Regions from separate parts of the Anser cygnoides genome. Here region 2 is linked to region 1. A link is a contact called in public Hi-C data. All regions are on one chromosome and are shown on one strand. Each heading gives the region's core, a stretch centred on a gene start, on an enhancer-like site or on the middle of the called end of the contact. The rest is flanking DNA. Distances are from core to core; before and after follow the strand shown. Region 1 holds the start of HSPA9 (heat shock protein family A (Hsp70) member 9). Region 2 holds the start of NPM1 (nucleophosmin 1).

Region 1 (4,844 bases), core at 338-2,837:
TCTCCACCGCCTGTTCGGAGAGCACCAGCTCTAGGGACAGCCCGGCTGGCAGCGGTGCCTCGGGGTTTCCTGGGATGGAGGCACCTGGGGGTTTGCTGCCAGGAGGGGGCTGCAATGGGGCCGTCCCCATCGGGGTGCCAGGGAGGAGAGCTCCTGCCCCCAGGTGAGCAGGGCTGGGGGAACTCCCTGAGATGGAGGTCTCAGAAATATCCTCCTTGGGAACAAAGGGGTTGGGGGGCAGTGGGGAGGTCGGGCTGGGCGAGGCAGGCGAGGGGATGAGGCTGGAGGCTGCCTGGGTTCGTCCTTGTTCTGCTGCTTGGCGTGGGGGACACAATTCACTGTTTATTTTCTGCAGTAAAAACCTGCACTGGAGCTCCTCGAGATATATGTTGGTGCTACTGGAAAGGAGGGAGCCAGGAACGTGAACGGCTTTTTTTTATTTTTTTCCCCTCGCTGTCTTATTGCCAAGGCAGCAGAGAAGGAGTGAATTCTGTCGAAGCCCAAATCGGGATTTTTTCTCCTCCAACCGTTACCCGTTTGTTTCACGCCTCTCACGGGTCTGACTTCAAAACGAAATTGTCGTAATTGTGCGCACAAATTGCAGGCTGCACCTGGCCTGGCTGCTCCAGGCGGAGGGTCCCTGTGCCCCCGCCCTGCGCTCGGCCGGCACAAGGCAAGCTGTGAGTGCACGCGGCTGCGCCAGGCCCGGAGCGTTGCAGTTTACGAAGGAGAGGACTTCGCAAGTACAAAATACTTTGTATTTATGAGCTAACACAAGAAACAGTGAGCGCGTATCGGTGGAGCGATCTGTGTTGTTTCCAGAATAAAGAACTGCTTTCTTGAGGCAAGGCGCCGCCCCGGGATTGTGCCGGCTGGGAGCTTTGTGTCCCGCAGGTCGCACCAGGAGCGGGAAGCGATGGGTACGAGCAGGGTAAACTAGGGTGGCTGAGGGGCGGCGTGAGGACCCCGCCCGGAGGGGAGCAGCGTGCTGGGCGGCGGCGGAACGGCTGGTGGCGGTGCCTCGCGGGGGCCCGGAGGGGGAGCAGAGAGCACCGCGGCGGCTCGACGAACAGCAGAGGGCAGGACGGGCAGGGAGCTGCGGGGGGCAGGAGGCAGCAGCACAGGGGACGGCCCCGCTGCCACGCAGGGCGGGGGAGCCCGGCCCGCCCGGCCCCTCAGCCCCGTCCCCTCACCCCCGCCCGGCGCACACCGCGCATGCGCGCCCGCCCCCGGCGCAGCCCCGCCCGCCCCCGCCCCCTCGCGGCGCCTCCCGGCGCTCTGCGCATGCGCCCTCCCCCTGACGCAAGGCGGCTGCAATCGCCCCGCGCTTTCTCCTGCCCGACCTTGAGTGCGCGGCCGCCCGCAGGCCCCCGGCTGCCCGCGGCTGTGCCGGCACCGGGAGCGCAACCCGAGGGCCCGCGCCTCGGCTCGGTGCCCGCGGGGCGAGCCGCCGCCTCCGTGCAAGCCCCTTGGTGCCGGCGCGCAGCCGCGGGGAGGGCGCGAGAACCGGAGCGCTTTACGAAAAGCCAACGGGAGGAACAGGCGATCGCAGGGACAGCCCGCGGAGGGGGGTCCTTGCGGCGCGAAGCCCCCCCCGCGAGGCCCACGTGGGTGGAGGCTTCCAGAAGAGCCCGGCCCGGCCCCACTGCCCCCCGCCGCCATGCTCAGCGCCCGCCGCGCCGCCGCCCGCCTGCCTCTGCTGCTGCCCCGCGGCGGGCCCGCCACAGCGCCCCCGGGGCTCGCGCAGGTGCGGGGGGGCGGGGAGGGGGCCGTGAGGGGGCTGGGGGGGAGCTGAAGGGGAGCTGAAGGGGGGGGCGGAGGGGCCTGAGGGAGGTGGGGGGCTGGGGGGCGTGAGGGGGGCTTGAGGAGGAGCTCAAAGGGGGGTTTAGGGGTCTGGGGGGGCCTGAAGGGGCCTGACGGAGGGCGGGAGGCTTTGGGGGGGGAAGCTGGGAGGAGCTGGGGGGTGAAGGGGCACAGGGGGGGATCTGGGGGGTCTGAGGGAGGTTGGGGGGCCTGGGCTGGGCTGAGGGGGGCTAGGGGGAGCTGAGAGGAGCTGGGGGGGTGAGGGGCCTAAGTGGGGGCGGAGGGGGGCTGGGGGGCCCCCGCAGAGGGGCTGGGGCAGGCCGAAGGGGACTGCAGGGGGCTGCTGGTGCCGTGCCGGCCGCGATGGAGGCAGGCCCAGGCCGTGTGGGGGCGGCAGGCAGGGGTCGCAAGACGCGCCCCGTTAGCATTGGGCACTCCGCTGGCGCTGGTTCCGTTTGCAGGGAAGCCCAGGGCAGGGTTGCTCAATTCCCCGCTGCCCCGGGACAAAATGGTCGCGGAGGTCGGGCTGGCAACGGCAGGGGACGAAAATGAGTTTAGGGGATGGGGCCTCCCGGTCCGGCAGCTCTTGGTGCTGGGGCCGGCCTGCCCCAGCTGTCGCACCATTGCCTGCGTCTGGCAGGGGCAAGGCCACGAGTCCCGAAGGATCCCCAGAACACTCGTGTGTTGGGGCGCTTTTGTTTGTAACGAGATGCTTTGCTAAAAACACGAGGAGAGAAATGCACGACACTGTCGGAGCTCTCTGAGATGCTGACGTGTGCGTGCAGAGACGCAGCTTGTGCAAAAAAACCATAAGAGTTGTCCCAAAACCTTGAGCGCAGATTTTTCAAGCAGAACATCTGAGGCTGACCGCACACAAGCCTTCAGGAACTGGGTTAATGTTTATCTGCTGATCCTCGTCGTGGGCTGAAGGTTCAGAGCTAAATTAGTGAACTAATTTTTGTCTGCTTAACTGGTAGCGTATGCATAGACTGCTTTGAGTGAAATTGCTCAGTTCAGGTAATAAATATTGGTATTATGGGGATAGTAGTAGTTTTTTTTGTGACAAACGGAAACTTCCTTAAATTCTTGCTTAGTTTGTCCTCAAGATTTTTTAAAAAAATACAGTGTTGTAGGGCTGTGTTACTTCAGAAATTGTCTTCCTCTGAAAGTCTTGGGCTGAAGATCGCTTCCTGTTCAAACTCAACCTTCATGAGAACCTCTTTATTTTATAGACGTTCTGGAATGGCCTCAGTCAGAACGTTCTCAGAGCGGCATCCAGCAGAAAATATGCGTGAGTATTGCCTTGCTTTTTCAGGTCTGGATGTTTGATGTTTATTTCGAACCTTGTGACTCCAGAACTGATTATGGGAGTGGGAGATGGTGAAAAAGAGCAGAGCTAGAACCTATGCCTGTCACTTTCCCAAGGCTGTGTCTTTATCCCTGTAATTTATTTTTTTTATTTCAGGGGAACTTTTAGGATTGTTCTTCCCCCCACTCTCCACCATCAGCAGCATCCACAAAATTCTTGAGATTTGTTTGATTGGAGAGGGAAAGGATGGAAAACTTGTTTTACGCTGGTGTGAAACCAGGGTGACAAGTGGCTCTGTTTCAGTGCAGATAAAGCTTATTTCAAAGAGCTTGTGCGTTTCAATCACTTGTTTGTCATGTTACGGGATGATGAGGAAAGGACAGCAGTTGTATAACTTAGTCAGATGTTCTGTGGGCAGTGGTGGCTGGGGACACGGGGCAGGAAATATGCCTGTGTTAGGGAAACGGCCCGGCTCTGGTCGGTACAAAGACACGGAGCGGTTGCTCATTTTCGAGATCGCTGCCTGAGGCTGGGTGAACCGGAGTTAGAGCGGCCGAGCACCCTGGGGAGTGGGAGGCGATGCCCTGGTCATAAACAGGGCCCTGCTCTGGCTTCAGGGTGCTGCTCTATTCCAGAACGTGGCTTTGTCTAGAAAGCAGAACTACGGTTCGGGAGTTCTCACTAGCCTTGAAAGAGGTAACACGCTTCCTAGAAAGAAAGAAGAGGTTTAAGTTTCCCTCATGTCAGAACCACTCCTGTTTTTCAGAATTAACTTCCTGCCCTTCAGGAGCAAACAGATGGTTCTTTCACTCTGCCTCAGAGGACCCTGCATGGGCTTAGCTAGTTTTGTTGTCTCTGTGCATTGTTCACTTCATGCTAAGCAGTGATAAATGAACTGATCCCATTTATTACTAGCATCTTGACCCCAGGAGGATGTCATCAGGCAAGCTGGAGTGCAGAAATCAAAAGTAACCCAAAACAAGTCCAGGAAACTTCGTGTGAGGAGGGCTGGGCTTACTTGCAACTCATTCTGTATCTAAATCTTATCGGATGTTGAGAAGATACAGTTGAGATCTTTCTGGTGAAGAGTGGTGTTATGTGTTTAAACAAATATGTGGGGATTTAACTGTAGGCAATCTGATTGAGTTGAGAGCCAGGAGGTTAAATTCCAGTGCAAGAGTCAGAGAGCACCTTTGGGCCCAGAACAGCATGTGGGTTTGCTTCGATGTCTGGTGAAAAATGACTTTGTCCTGCCTTCAGACCAGAAAGATTGTATCTAGGTAGTATCTGCCTTTAGCAGTAATCTGATTTTTCCTGTAATGCTCCTTACAGCTCAGAAGCAATTAAGGGTGCCGTTATCGGAATTGATTTGGGTACAACAAATTCCTGCGTGGCAGTTATGGAAGGAAAACAAGCCAAAGTAAGTCAAAAATAAACTTCAGCCTGCAGTCCCAATCGGTGTTCTCGCAGGCGGTGATTTTTGGTGGGGTCCTGTTTTGGCTTTCACGTAGGTGCTGGAGAACTCGGAAGGTGCCAGGACGACGCCGTCGGTTGTTGCCTTCACAGCAGATGGTGAGCGCTTGGTGGGAATGCCGGCGAAGCGGCAGGCGGTAACTAATCCGCACAACACCTTCTACGCTACCAAGCGTCTCATCGGGCGGCGCTTCGACGACTCTGAAGTGAAGAAGGACATGTGAGTGGGGGTGGGGAGGGCGATGCCACCTGCAGCAGG
Region 2 (4,695 bases), core at 1,822-4,321, 570 kb after region 1:
CCTACACTATGCACTTCAACTCTGAGGAGGAGTTAAGTTTTATATAGCTGCTGAGCTCAATGCTATTTTTTAGGCAGGAGCCTTCTGTATTCATTTATTAAGGACAGAGCTGCTGTCCCAGCATATTTCAAAACTCAAGCTCCTCTATTCCTTACACCAACTACAACAATGTCACGTTCTGAAGACTCAAAATCATAGCTGAAGGGAGGCAAACAAATGACACGACATGGGACATGCCTAAACTTCCATCTTAACCTCTGAGTCAGCATTACGTGCAAGAGCTCTGAAAACCAAGAATTCTCTCAAGTACTACCATTATTCCTGAGACAAGTTAACAAGGCTCTCTCTGTGCCCTTTTCCAATGGGAATGAAAAGAAAGCTTCCCACCCCCCCATAGAAGATGTGGGTGTAGACACTTCAGGCTGACAGGGGCACACTCAAGTTCCCATTCTCTAAGAGCTGTGTTTTAGTCAAGTTATCACGATCCAGAGAAGGCTTATCAGGCTGAAGACTGAGAAATAGGATACAGAAGTCACTAATCCTGGCAAGTTTTGTTACTGTAAATTTGAACAGGGGAAATTGGTGCTCTGATGTCATCTCTCAAATGGGTTAGTACCAAAATGAATCACTCCGCTGGTGGGTTAACCCACCGTGACGAGTTTCATTTAAGAACTTGCCCCCAGCCCCCAGTTACCCTTGCCATTTGCACAGCTCAAGTAATACTGTGGCACCTGTTTGCTTACTGAGTGGCTGGCAAGTAGCTTTTCTTGGGCTTTGCCTTCTGCACTGGAGAGACACACAACTGCAGTAAGTAGGCAATGAAGTGGTGGCCACCCTGCTTTATCTCAGCTTTCATTAATAAAAGCAAACATGTGAATCTGTCCCCATACCACTTTCTACCTCTACATGCATCATCAGTCCCGCTTCCCGTTTCACTTTTACTCTTTTTTCTCCTCACTTTACTGCATCTCCTACCTACATCCCTTGCATGATATGTGTCAGCCCTTGTTCACCTAGTCTGTTATCATGTGCACAGATCACAGGCACAGGGCTCACTAGCTTCATGTTTCATCTCCCAGTAACTTCTTACTCTGCTTGCCATGGTATTTTTTGTTGTCAGATGCTTCTTAGAGCTTCCAAACTTCGTAAGGTATTTCCACTTTGTTGCTTCTTATTTCAACCCCCATAACTCCTGTGGACAATCTCGTCTTTAAAAGACAGGTTTTTGAAGGAGACTTCTTTCCAGACAACCCTAAAAAACTAAGTACTGATGAACATTCAGTCTGGATCATCCTCACTGAAGGATGTACACTCAAATCAGGAGATGCTATCAATAACTTCCCAGACCAGAATCTGTGGACAAAGCCATACAATTAACTGTCACTCTACAATTAACTGTCACTCACACTGACACACTTAATCTGCATTAGGAACCTTCAGGTGTGAGAACTGCCACATGAACTTGCCCTGCCTATACTTTACTAATTATCCTTCCCTCAAAATAAACTTTAAAAGGTTACCAATTAAGTACAAATTAGTCATTGTCAAGGCTGCAATTTTCATAAAATGCAAAGACTGAAGACATGTAATTTACAAGACTAATGTGTAAATGAAAACATTGTAAGCATTGTTTTAAGTTGTGCCTTGGACAAGGCTAGCACCCAAGTCTCCCACAGGAAGCAATTCCCAATTCTAAAGCTCTTCTGGCATCAGGATATATCTTTGTGCTTAAATAAACGATAAAGCACAGAAACACTACAACTCAAACTCCCTGCCTGTTAAGTCGTGGCATCTTGTGCTTACACTAACCATAACAAAACATGCTCAGCCTAGGGCAAAGGCCTTGACATGCTGTGTCTTGCTTGCTGGGGCAGTAAAAGATTTAAGGACACATTATTTGCTGTTTGCAGGAAGGAAAAAAAGCACTAGAGTTTTATCTTGGAAACGTACAGAAAAGCTTTTCAAAATAAAGTTTCCATAGTCTACTGAAGAATGTCCACCTATGATTAAAATAATTCTCCCCTTGTGCTCCTGCAGCATCTGAACTACTACCTTAGATTTGTCAGTGTGTATACTCCAGCCTTTAATGCTTTTCAGCAAACTAACCTACTGTGAATTAATTTTTAAGCTTTATCAGCCTTATATCACTTACTATAAAGCATACAATATCAGTGGACGTTTTTGTTACGCTTATCACAAAAGGGAACGAATTTATATGTTAAACGCACTTCTCACAAGATCACCCACCAGTACTTTAGCTTAAAGAACACATAGTACTTGCCGTTCTCAAAGACAGCTGATGCTCGTTTTCTTCATCATCTACTTTGAACTTGTACTCCTTATCTGCTTTAAGCTCGCAACCTGCGAAGAAACCACCGAGCGATGAGCACGGTGCGATATGAGCACGGTGTGCTATTCACGGGCAGGTACCCGCCGCCCATTACCCCGCATCCCGCCGCTCCAAGGCTCCCCCTCTCCACGGACCGCCCCCCCCACCCCCACCACGTGCGGCGGCGAAGGCCGCGGCCTGGCGCCGAGCACCGACCCGACCCCGGGAGCGCCCCGCGGCAGCCCCGATCCCCCCCGGGGCAGAGCAGCGCAGAGCCTTGCCCCCCCCCCATGTGCTCCCCACGCGCGGCCGGGCCGGGCCGGGCCGGGCGCGGAACAAAGCCGCCACGTGCCCGCCACGTGGGGTGCGCGCGGCGGTGGCGAGCGCGCGCGAGTGGCGGGAACAGCGCCACGCGCCCCCTCCCTCCCCTTACTTCCCCCCCCTCCTCTCCCAGCTCTCCCCTCCCTCACTCTCCTCCCCCACACTGAGGCGCCCCCAGGCCGCGGCCCGCAGCAGGCCCCGCGCGGCCCGGACGAGCGGAGGAGCCCGGCGGCGGAGGGCCGGATCCCGGCGGGCAGCCGTTACCGAAGAGAAAAGTCTGGGGGCGCAGCGGGCCCATGCTCTCCATGTCCATGGCGCTGTCCTCCATCTTGTCGGCCTGCAGGCGGGGGGAGCGGAGCGGAGCGATGCGTGCGGCGCGGCGGGCAGACGCGCACTAAAGGAAGCCGCGCGCCCGCCCCCCTCCCAGATATAGCTCGCGAGATCTCGCGAGAGCCGCGCCGCGGCCACGCCCCCGCCGGGCGATACCGCGCGTGCGCACTCTCGATCCCCGGCCTAACGGTGTTGGGGGGGGGGGGTCGCGAGCGTGGCCGTGGGGCGGCCTCAAAATGGAGGAGGCGCTGAGGGGGTCTGGCGGTCATCGAACAGGGGCTGATGCGGACGGTGGGGAGGCTTCGGCGCTGCAAACTAGATGGTTTAAAGCTAATAAAGATAAATACACCTTACCTGAGCACCCCCCTCTCAAACTCTGAACATACAGCCTCAGAGCACAAGCCCCTCCATTAATTTGAAATGTGTAATTCACATCCATAATATCTGTATTCACATTCATAGAGTAGGAAATTTAATTCTATTACCAAAATGAGAAAAACAAGTGACACAGTGGCAAACTGAGTCTAACCCACCAAAATGCACCATTCACCTTGCTCCCCCACAGAGCTCACCCCCTCTTTCAAAAAGAGTAAATGCAGTTTTACAATATGTTTAGCTTATTTTCTAGAGTGAAGTCTCATATTTTAGTGCAAAACTCAATTAGTTTTCCAAAGATGAGGTTCCTTGAGCCCTGGGTTTACCAGGATACATCCCCCTACAATCCTGTTAACATTAAAGCAGATTGTCTGCTGAGGTTTTGTCAGGTGGATTGCCACAGGCTGACTCAAATACAATAATAGTAAAATTGACTTGTGTGTGAAAACAAGGTAGAGGAATAAATAGTGTGGCTTGCTATGTGAGTGAGGGTGGGGGACTTGCACCCTTGTACAGACATAACACCTTGATGGATGTCACGTCAAAAAAGAGGAGTTTTGCACTTCTTCATTTTGAACCTGGTCTCAGCTCCTGTGGAAGCTCTGTAAGCACTGTGTGCTGCGCACCAGCTCTGTTACTCCAGTGGACACATATGGGGGCACTGCGGGTTAGGGACCACAATCAGCTCTCTGGAAAATACGTTCATGTCAGGAAAAAAAGTAACTGCATCGGGGCAAAGACATTAAGCCAGATGCTGGGCTTGTGCTGGGAACATTGAGGGGCATGGAGACTTGTGCTGTTACAGTGGGTACGGGGCACTGCATTTTGCTTCAGCCCATATTCTGTACTTCCCTTCACACATTCTTTGTTAGAAGCAGTATTTTCCCACCTGCTGTGCCTTTGTTTCCTAACACTGCTCATTCATACCCTACAGTCACATTTTCTATGCAGAACAGTTTTTGCCTCTGGATGTGACAAACCATGAATGCCCATAAGGAAACTGGAGGTCACAATTAAGAGAACATAAGGGATCCTGAGTATGTAATAGCTCATTCTGTGAACCTGGAAATGCAGAACTACCTAAAATACCACAAATCTGGTACAAATAAAAATTAACTAGTAGGTCTGCATGTAAGAAGATCTGCATCTGTTTTCCATTATAATGCTAAATCTAAGAGCTTGATAAAAGACATTAACTTCAAGAGAAAAAGAATAAAGATGGGTGTTTCAAAGCATATGCTTTGCTCCAAGTAAATGTAAGACAAGAGTAGTGTCTAACCTTATCATTTCATTAATTGTCCATTGGCAGATAGATGCCAAACAAAAACTGAGAGGAGTGT

The links. A called contact is a pair of places that touch in the nucleus more often than the background predicts.
Region 2: a Hi-C map of liver shows a contact between it and region 1, with 14 times the contacts expected there. The contact joins the promoter of NPM1 here to the promoter of HSPA9 in region 1. A contact is called at or near these places in 2 of 7 Hi-C or Micro-C datasets (both in liver).

The regions. Positions count from the first base shown.
Region 1 is chr14:13,592,543-13,597,386 of Taihu_goose_T2T_genome, forward strand. It overlaps HSPA9 (heat shock protein family A (Hsp70) member 9), which reads left to right and starts at 1,588. Exons shown (of 17, transcript XM_067005547.1): 1 at 1,588-1,747; 2 at 3,036-3,094; 3 at 4,445-4,532; 4 at 4,624-4,805. The coding sequence starts at 1,661.
Region 2 is chr14:14,159,107-14,163,801 of Taihu_goose_T2T_genome, forward strand. It overlaps NPM1 (nucleophosmin 1), which reads right to left and starts at 3,072. Exons shown (of 11, transcript XM_048064752.2): 1 at 2,915-3,072; 2 at 2,282-2,361. The coding sequence starts at 2,978.